3 separate regions of the Mus musculus genome follow, and all the other regions are linked to region 3. The links are chromatin contacts, called in public Hi-C and HiCAR-type maps. All regions are on one chromosome and are shown on one strand. Each heading gives the region's core, a stretch centred on a gene start, on an enhancer-like site or on the middle of the called end of the contact. The rest is flanking DNA. Distances are from core to core; before and after follow the strand shown.

Region 1 (2,700 bases), core at 11-2,510, 370 kb after region 3:
CACTGTGCCATTCAGGCTGAAGTTGGAGGTGTAAGAGAGCCCAAGCAAGCCAGTAGTTGGCTCAACTTGCTTTTATAACAAGTTAACTTTATTAGGGACTAATGCAATCTAAAGATGAGGACATTAGTCTGATCAAAAAGATGAGAACCCTCATGACTTACTCATTTCTTGATGGTCCTCCTGTCAACTGCTGCATTTGGGATTAAGTTTCCAACGTGGGAACTTTTCAGGGAGCAGTCAGACCAGAGAACCAGGACCGAGGTATATCTTGGGGACACAGTGATGGCACTTTACTGCTTTTCTTCATGGGAGGTGGCCATCCAAAGCCTCTTTGGGCTTTGACCCCAGACCACAAATATCATAGGCTATAGTGACCATGGGGCTGATGCTCAGACTCACACTATAACCTTGGGTTTTCATACTCTGCACGTGTATTTCCATTTCCTTTAGGGTCCACCCACCCTCATGAAGACACAAGTTCTGCCAAGGGACTGGTTTAGACAGGAGAAGGTGTGTCCTACACCAGGTCATCCGTGGGCTCCTTTGTACTTAGGATCCAGGTCTTCCAGCAATACACAAAAAGGGATCAGGACATAATAAAGCACAGATAGGCTTCTAAGTCACAAGTTATAAGCTCCCAAAGGTGGTGAAAATAGCATCCCTTCCTTGGAGCATGAACCAAAACAAAAGTGAGCATCCTAAACACCCCCCCCCCCCCCACACACACACACACAGGTGGAGTGACCATCTCACCTGGGCCTGGTCTACGTGACACTAACTGCTCTTCACCAACTGAATTCCATCAAAGAGTCTACAATCTAGAGAAGCCCTCAATGTGACTTTGTGTGCTGGGACTGAGGGAAGGCAGTGTATGCACATGTGTGAACAGGTGCCCACACTCAGCCATGTGAAGGCCATCAAGAATCTTTCTCTCTCACTTGTTTTTCTTCTTACCTACTAAGCCATCTATCTGCCCAACCCCCTTGGGTATAATTTGTGAGGATTACCAAGCCGAGGATTTCTGGGGCCTTCACAACCCCTTCCCACCCAGGCTCTCCATCTCAGTGTTCCACTATAAGACTGCCTGTGGCTAACATCTGCTTAGCACCTCACTCCCAGGATCGAGTTCATCTCATCATTATTTTATCCCTGCCCTGGGCAGTGCTTGTCTACATTTCAATGTCAACTGAGCCCTTGGCAGTGTCAAGAGGTGAAAGCTTCCAGACAAGATGGAGACTGGCCTTATAACCCTTCAGTTCTCAGCCATGGCTGTCACTCAGAGCACAAACATCTGTCCATCACCCAGACACAATGTCTTCCTCATTAGGCTTTTTATCTTGAGAAAAGACAGAAGTACTTAAAGTATTTATTTATTTTTTTTGCTCCTGAAGATGGGTGGAATTTCAATTTCCTCCAAGAGAGCCATTGGGCCGTTTTATAAGTGGATGCTTTGTCTCCACAGTTTGCACTCCAGCAAAGTTCATCTCAGTCCCTTTGTCACAGAGGTTCCCTAGAGAAGGACTTTACCAAGCCCGTCCTTATTAGACGCGTGTCAAGGCGGATCTCTCGAGCTCCCGTTCAGCTTCCCTCTCATGGCATCAGGGGCAAGATATTATTTGCAAGCAGCCAAGGTAATTACCATCCAGCAGGGTCCAATTGTTTTCAATTAAAAGCTTTACTGCAGTCTTTAGTTTTAATACCACTGTGGCCATCTGCTCTCACTGAAGATCTTCCAGCCAAAAGCCCAGGCCACATCTTAATGCCATTAACTCCAGAGACCAGTTTTCTGAAACGTAGAAAAAGATTCAACAGTTCCAGGAAACTATGGGAATGTCCCCACAAATCTCTAGTGACCTGGGGAAGTCTCAAGACTCGAGAAGACTTTCCCTTGGAGACCAGCACTTGCCAGGAGTCCTGGGCCACTCTCCTGATTATCTTCATCGCGTTGGCAAAGGAGGCTCAGCTTGTGCCTTGGCCTGTTTTCTACTGAGCCTCAATATTCTTCAGCATTGCTATGAAAACCCTCTGAACCATAGTCTCACCAGCCGGATCACTTTGGTATGGACATTTCCCATCGCTCGTAACCATAACCAATATTAATTGTCATCCTCTTAGCTCACCCTGACCCAGTATCTAAGCATCTGTGCATCATAAGGAGCCATCCAGGTACCTAGTGGACTCTCAAACTGAGGTGTCAGTGTAACAGCTGTCAGGCTAAGAGCCTTCAGCTCACCTCATAGCTCACACAGTTTTGTTTTGTTTGGAAATTCTGAGACAGAATCTTGCTTGGTTGCTGACTTGACCTTGAACTCCTATATAATCCAGGCTCTTCTGGAGCTCTCAATCCTCCTGCCTCTACCTACCAAGTGTTAGGATGAACGGCCATGCATGGCTGGTCCCAGTGTCTTTAGGAACCAGCTCAAATGTCCGGTCCTAATAACTTATACAGAGGCCTTACTTTATGCTTCCCCTTCTTCAGGAATAAGAGACCCTTGAGGAAAAAAACATCTGGAGTCCTTCCATCCGTTCTGGTGCTATTTGGAAGGGATTCTGCAGGAAGCCTTAACTTCCCATAACTGCCCTCCCACTGTATCTCTACCTCCCAGCTACCAGTATTCCCAGTACCCCATTCATGGGCTTTTGGAAGCATTCTGTGTCCAAAGAAAAAGATAGGGTAGAGGCAAAAAGAAAAAAAAAAAA
Region 2 (2,700 bases), core at 67-2,566, 400 kb after region 3:
TTGTCTACACCCACCAGCACCCCCAGAGACTTACCTGTCAGTTTACTTTCCTGTCATAGCTAGGAGAGAAGATGTCCTGATTCTTTAGCCTATGAGCTCCAGGCTTAAAGCAGCAAGTTCAAAATCTAAGCTGCCTCAGGCCACTCTCATTGTATGGACACACACACACAGACATACACACACACGTGCACACACACACACACACACACACACACACACACACACACACATTGCTGAAACTTCACACCTCAGCAGACACGGCCAGTGATGGTTACCCTGCAGTGGATGGCTGGCCCCTGAAGCATCTAACCGGAAAGTCTGCTTATACACTAACAAACCCACGTGTCCGGGTGATGCTGACACTGAAGGTTCAGAGTCACTCAGAACCTCCTGGGACCCTGAGCTTTGGGATCAGGTTGCACATGTCATCAGGTTGTCTTAGCAGCATCTCTGGCGTCTATCATAGATGTCAGCAGTGCTCTGTTCTGTCACATCCCAAGCTACCTGCACAGGTCACCAAATGCATACTTGCCCCACTTAGGAACTGTTTTAGGGGAACCAGAGACTGTCCAGGTGTTGCCAACACTGTCTGATGGTTCCTGGGTGAAGGCTGCGTTTCTCTCTCTCTACCTTTACCCTGTTACAGTCCCTCTGATGGCTGCCATCCTTTCCTGCCTTGGTGTACCCCAAGTATGGAAACAGCACTCTCTCATTCCCAGAAAAAATTCTTTTCCCAAACTTACCTGGGCACCAGTATCCACTGATGCTCTCATTAACCTCTAGATTCAGCACACCATCTCCCCCAGTTCTATCCAAGAGGATTCCGTGGCTCCTGAAATCTGAAGTGACAAAGTGACAAAGTGTCCCTAGAGGTGGCTCAGGGATTTCCTGCAGGATGGGGTTCCGTTCCCAGAACCCACATCAGGAGGCTCACAACCACTGGCACCTCCAGCTCTGAGGGCTTTTAGACCTTTTCCCGCCTCCCTAGGTACCGACAGACATGTGTACACACGTAAGTAAAATTAAATTAGAAAAAGAAAGCGTCCCTACCAATGTTCAGACCTGGGAAAGCCCACCTCACACCGTGCTGCTCAGGTGCTGACAAGAGGGAACTCACTACAGACCCTGCTAAAGCCCAGCTTGGGTTCAGCATGGAGACTGGGAGCAGAGATGGCTTCTAAGAAGCTCAGAAGAGTATCAACTTGCTACAGGCAAATGGTCAGACGCTAGAGCCAGCCAGCTTCTATCATACATGTCAGGCCTCCAGCCAATGACAGGGCAGGGAAGGAGCAAGCACAGCTCAGGGAAACCAAAGTGAGCCTCAGAAGCTGCTGGTTTCTGGGAACTCAACGGCTCTTCTTGACCTCAGGCAACCTCTTTGTCAGCACATCTATTCTAAGTCTGACGTCACCATTACAGTGACTTCATCTTTCCCCTTTCACCTCCTCCTGCCATTCATGAACCTGCTCTGTCTGCGACAGTTCATCCCCCTGTTTTATAGCACCACCACCTCCACTACTCTAAGGGCTGTCCTTTTGGAATCAGAACCAGCTTAAGTGGGAGTCAAATTTATCCACAGAGAGGCCCCATGGTAGCTGAATCGTTCCCATGAGGAGTCCTTGGTCCTCTAGAAAAGCACGTCTGGCGGTGTAATCAGCACGGGTGAGCAAAGTCAGATCACAGAAGGACAGTGGATCACAGCCTCTGGGGTAGGACTGGGAGCCCATCATCTGCTGCGACTCTCCAGCTGGTGATCCTGCTACAGGCACGGAGAAGCAGTATGCTGGCATATGTGCCCAGCTCCTGGACAATGGAACACAATGCCCTCATCTACAAAGTTCACACTCTACGGCCACGCAACTGAGCTATCAAAAATATTGGACAGGGAGATGGTTTATTTGGCAAAGTGTTTGCCATACAGGAATGCAGACTGGGGTTCAGAACCCTCGGAATAAAGGCTGAGAGAAGCCTGTCTTAGTGATCCTATCAGGGGGACCCAGGCAAGCATAGCCCTAGAGCTCACAGGCTGGCTGGTCTAGCTGAATCACTGAACTCTCAGGTCAGTAAGAGAGCCTGTCCCATGCAAAATTATGTGAAGAGCCATTGAAAATGACATCCCTGACCTCCAGCTTCCATGTGAAAGCACATACCCTGTGCATGCACAGGGACACATACATCTAACATGCATACACACGCACATACACACACCTCACAACATTTTAAATAAATTTAAAATTTGATGTTGTATCCCATTCATAGCTATTCTCAATAGCCTGTTGCCATGTGTAGCCTGAAAGTCATGGGTTGGACATGCCTGTGTGTATGGCCAGCATTTAAATTAGATTCCCTACACCTTCTGCACAGTAAACAGCTTGTCTTGCTTCTTAAAGCCAGTCAGTAAAAGCAAAGCTTCTCATTGTGGATGCCTCCAAACAGCTAGAGAGATTCAAATTATTTGAATAGTTCTTCAGGTCACGAACTTCCTTAGGAAACATAATATAAATTTCCAAACACTTGCAAATTCGGAAGCATACATTGTCCTTTTGATTTACACCCATAATGACACTCGTGCCTAAATTATTTATGTAATATGATAATGTTCCCTCCATCGTAGACTCTCTGAGGTGAGCCAACAGATAACCACTTGCCCACCTGAAAACAAAATATGTCAGGCTAGAATAATGTGATATTTTTGTAAGA
Region 3 (2,801 bases), core at 197-2,696:
ATAAATCCATAGGGAGTGGCTATTAGGAGGTGTGTCCTTGTTGGAAGAAGTGTGTCACTAGGGGGCAGGCTTTGAGGTCTAAAATGCTCAAGCCAGGTCTAGTGTCACTTCTACTTCCTGCTGCCTGCCCATCCGGGTATAGAACTCACAGCTCTTTTTCCAACACCATGTCTGCCTGGATGCTGCCATGTTTCCTGCCGTGATGATAATGGACTAAACCCCTGAACTGTAAGCCAGACCCAATTAAATGTTGTCCTTTATAAGAATTGCCTTGGTCATGGTGTCTCTTCACAGCAATAGAAACCCTAAGACAGGGAGAGAGCAGTAAATGGCTCAGTGGCTAAGACACCTGCTGAACAAGGATGATAGATAACCTGAATTCAGGTCCCCCATGTCCATTTTAAAGGCATATATATGATCCTGCAACTCCAGAGGTATGGGAACAGAAACTAGAGGATTGCTGGGGCTTGCGGGCTACCATCCTAGCTCCAGGTTGAGCAAAGGTCTCTGTGTCAGAAGAGTAAGGTGTTGAGTGATGGAACACTACCACCAACATCCTCCTGTGGCCTCTGTATGTGTGATAATACATACACATACCCATACACCATGCATTCATATGTGATACACACATACAAAGGAATAGTGTGATGGTTTGAATATGTTTGCCCCCGGTAGTGGAGCTATTAAGAGGTGTGGCCTTGTTGGAGTGGGTGTGGCCTTGTTGGAGGAAGTGTGTCTGTCACTGTGGGGGTGGGCAATGACACCACGTGGAAGCCAATCTTCTCCTGACTACCTTCCAATCAAGATGCCAGAACTCGCAGCTCCTTCTCCACCACCATGTCTGCCTGGACACTGCCATGCTTTTTGCCTTCCTGATAATGGGCTGAACTTCTAAACCTGTAAGCCAGCCACAACGCTGTCCTTGATCATAGTGTCTCTTCACATAACAATGAAGCCCTAAGACAGACAAGTACTGATGGTATTGGTTAGCATAGTAAACCCACCCATTTCTCCAGCTCCTCTACTCTCCAAAACTATGAACTAATATTGTTCTTCCAGAAGTAAGAACAAGTTTAAAACAAAACAAAAATAATAAAGAATGCCCTAGTTGGATGGTCCTATACCCATGCCCATACAGACAGCACTTGGTGGACTCAGTAAGTATACAAACAAGAAGCATTAAATAGGGAGAGAAAGTGAGGGGAGAGGAAGAGATGAAGGGGAGGAACTGGGGGAAAAGTTACCAAAGCATAGTATATGCATGTAGGAAACTCTCAAAAATTAAAAACTGGAGGAAAAAAAAAAAAAAAAAGACAAATAGAAATTCCAGGCAAAAGTGCTTTCTCCCACAAGAGGGCGCTCCTGGACCCAAGAGCTGAGGGATTGAGTCTGTAGTTCCTGGGATGCTCTGAAACCTAATAAATTACAGACAGCAGACACCCTTTGTGGTTTCCTTGCACTCTGTAGTGACCATGGAATCCAAAGATCAAGGCTCTTATCAAATGTAAGCATTCAGGCTTCTTACTGGCAGCTTTTAAGTACAGCGGAAGCTAGGGTGGTCTACCCATGCTTCTATAGCGAACCTTCAGCTTTCCTGCTGCATGTTCTGTCGGGGACGGACCGTTTTCCCTGTTACTCAAGTCAAGCTGAACTTCCATTTCTTGTCCCAGCCAATCAAGAGTAGCAGTCGCCAGAAATTAAAAATAGCATGTTGCTGTAGGACAAGGTGGTAAATGACACAGAACTTTGGGAAAGTCTGGCTGGGTCTAGCCAGCCTCACCCTCTGCCACTCCCGGGCAGGGAGGAAGCGAGAGGCTCCTAGGAGTATGGCCAGGAAAGGCTGTGGCCAAGCAAGGGCCCAGAAAGGATTTTTCCTTTGAGTCAGGGATGACAGCTGTCCTCGTGAGGGGAGGAGTGGAAAACTGGATCCACTGAGCGGTATCTGCTAAGTCCAAAGAGGCCTGCAGAAGCACGAGGACTGCCAGCTACAGTAGTTCGTGGGACATCAAAGCCGCGATTAGCACAGCTTCCTGGCTGTCGCACTCTGCGTATTTATGGCGCATTGCACATTTAAATGCTATTCTCATAAGGCGTTTCAGCTGTCAAAGCTCCATATTTGAGCGATAAAAGTGACTTAAAGTACCAGGGGTCCTTGGTGCCCAACCTCAGCAGTGTGTCAAAGCCAATCAATGACAACCAAAACCCACCAAATTTGTTTCACCATTTGAAAAGCAACGGCCCCTAAGGCCACCTGTGAGCAGCCTGGTAGACACACAGTACACATGGGGGTCCAGAGAGGGGGATACAGGGGGCAAGCCTGACTGGTCTCTGCACATGTGAGTTTATGCCAGTACCAGGGAGGGGTCTCTGAAGAAGAGGAAAAAGTACTATTCTTGTTCTTCATTTTAAGGTAGGGGTATATGATGTGATGGCAAATTAAGAGACGATGTTAACACCCCCTCTTCTGACACCCAGACAGCATGGATGCCTTCCAACCTGACTTCTGTTTTTGTTGATTCTCCTTCAAAATGGCACACCATGCATGTGTCCTGGGAGAAAATATGGCAGGTTTGGCCAGGAAAACCAATGGCCAGGACAGGCAAAGAAAAGGAACCTGTGATCAGTGTGGTCCCTGAGCTGAAGGACCCTAGGGACAGCATCTGTCCCCTGAGAGCACAGGCTTCCCACAGTTCTTTTCGTGTGTGTGTGTGTGTGTGTGTGTGTGTGTGTGTGTGTTTCCTACCCAATAGCTCACAGCCAGTTTCCTTACTTTTGGTTCATACCATCTATCTCCCTAGATA

Evidence for each region. A called contact is a pair of places that touch in the nucleus more often than the background predicts. HiCAR-type assays count read pairs that join an accessible place to other places.
Region 1: a contact with region 3 is called in a Hi-C map of the N1E-115 cell line, with 4 times the contacts expected there. The contact joins two enhancer-like sites. A contact is called at or near these places in 3 of 484 Hi-C or Micro-C datasets (the HL-1 cell line, the N1E-115 cell line and stem cell-derived neurons) and 5 of 115 datasets of contacts at active chromatin or transcription factors (astrocytes, embryonic basal ganglia, embryonic midbrain and 2 more).
Region 2: a contact with region 3 is called in a HiCAR-type map of fibro-adipogenic progenitors, with 5 times the contacts expected there. The contact joins two enhancer-like sites. A contact is called at or near these places in 6 of 484 Hi-C or Micro-C datasets (the BV-2 cell line, Sertoli cells, embryonic stem cells and 3 more), 6 of 115 datasets of contacts at active chromatin or transcription factors (cardiomyocytes, embryonic basal ganglia, embryonic stem cells and 3 more) and 1 of 9 other capture datasets (embryonic stem cells).

Annotation. Positions count from the first base shown.
Region 1 is chr17:10,127,116-10,129,815 of GRCm38.p6, forward strand. No RefSeq gene overlaps it. Among named protein-coding and RNA genes, the nearest start is that of Gm34972, 18 kb to the right of the region's middle. Within about 2 kb of position 1,261, at least 1 of the 459 cell types and tissues checked has an H3K27ac peak or open chromatin away from gene starts, as enhancers often do. A contact at or near this core is called in the N1E-115 cell line, where this site is marked.
Region 2 is chr17:10,151,720-10,154,419 of GRCm38.p6, forward strand. No RefSeq gene overlaps it. Among named protein-coding and RNA genes, the nearest start is that of Gm34972, 6.8 kb to the left of the region's middle. Within about 2 kb of position 1,317, at least 13 of the 459 cell types and tissues checked have an H3K27ac peak or open chromatin away from gene starts, as enhancers often do. A contact at or near this core is called in fibro-adipogenic progenitors and heart atrium, where this site is marked.
Region 3 is chr17:9,755,010-9,757,810 of GRCm38.p6, forward strand. All of the region lies in intron 3 of 4930452A19Rik (RIKEN cDNA 4930452A19 gene), which reads right to left. Among named protein-coding and RNA genes, the nearest start is that of 4930452A19Rik, 19 kb to the right of the region's middle. Within about 2 kb of position 1,447, at least 33 of the 459 cell types and tissues checked have an H3K27ac peak or open chromatin away from gene starts, as enhancers often do. A contact at or near this core is called in the N1E-115 cell line, fibro-adipogenic progenitors and heart atrium, where this site is marked.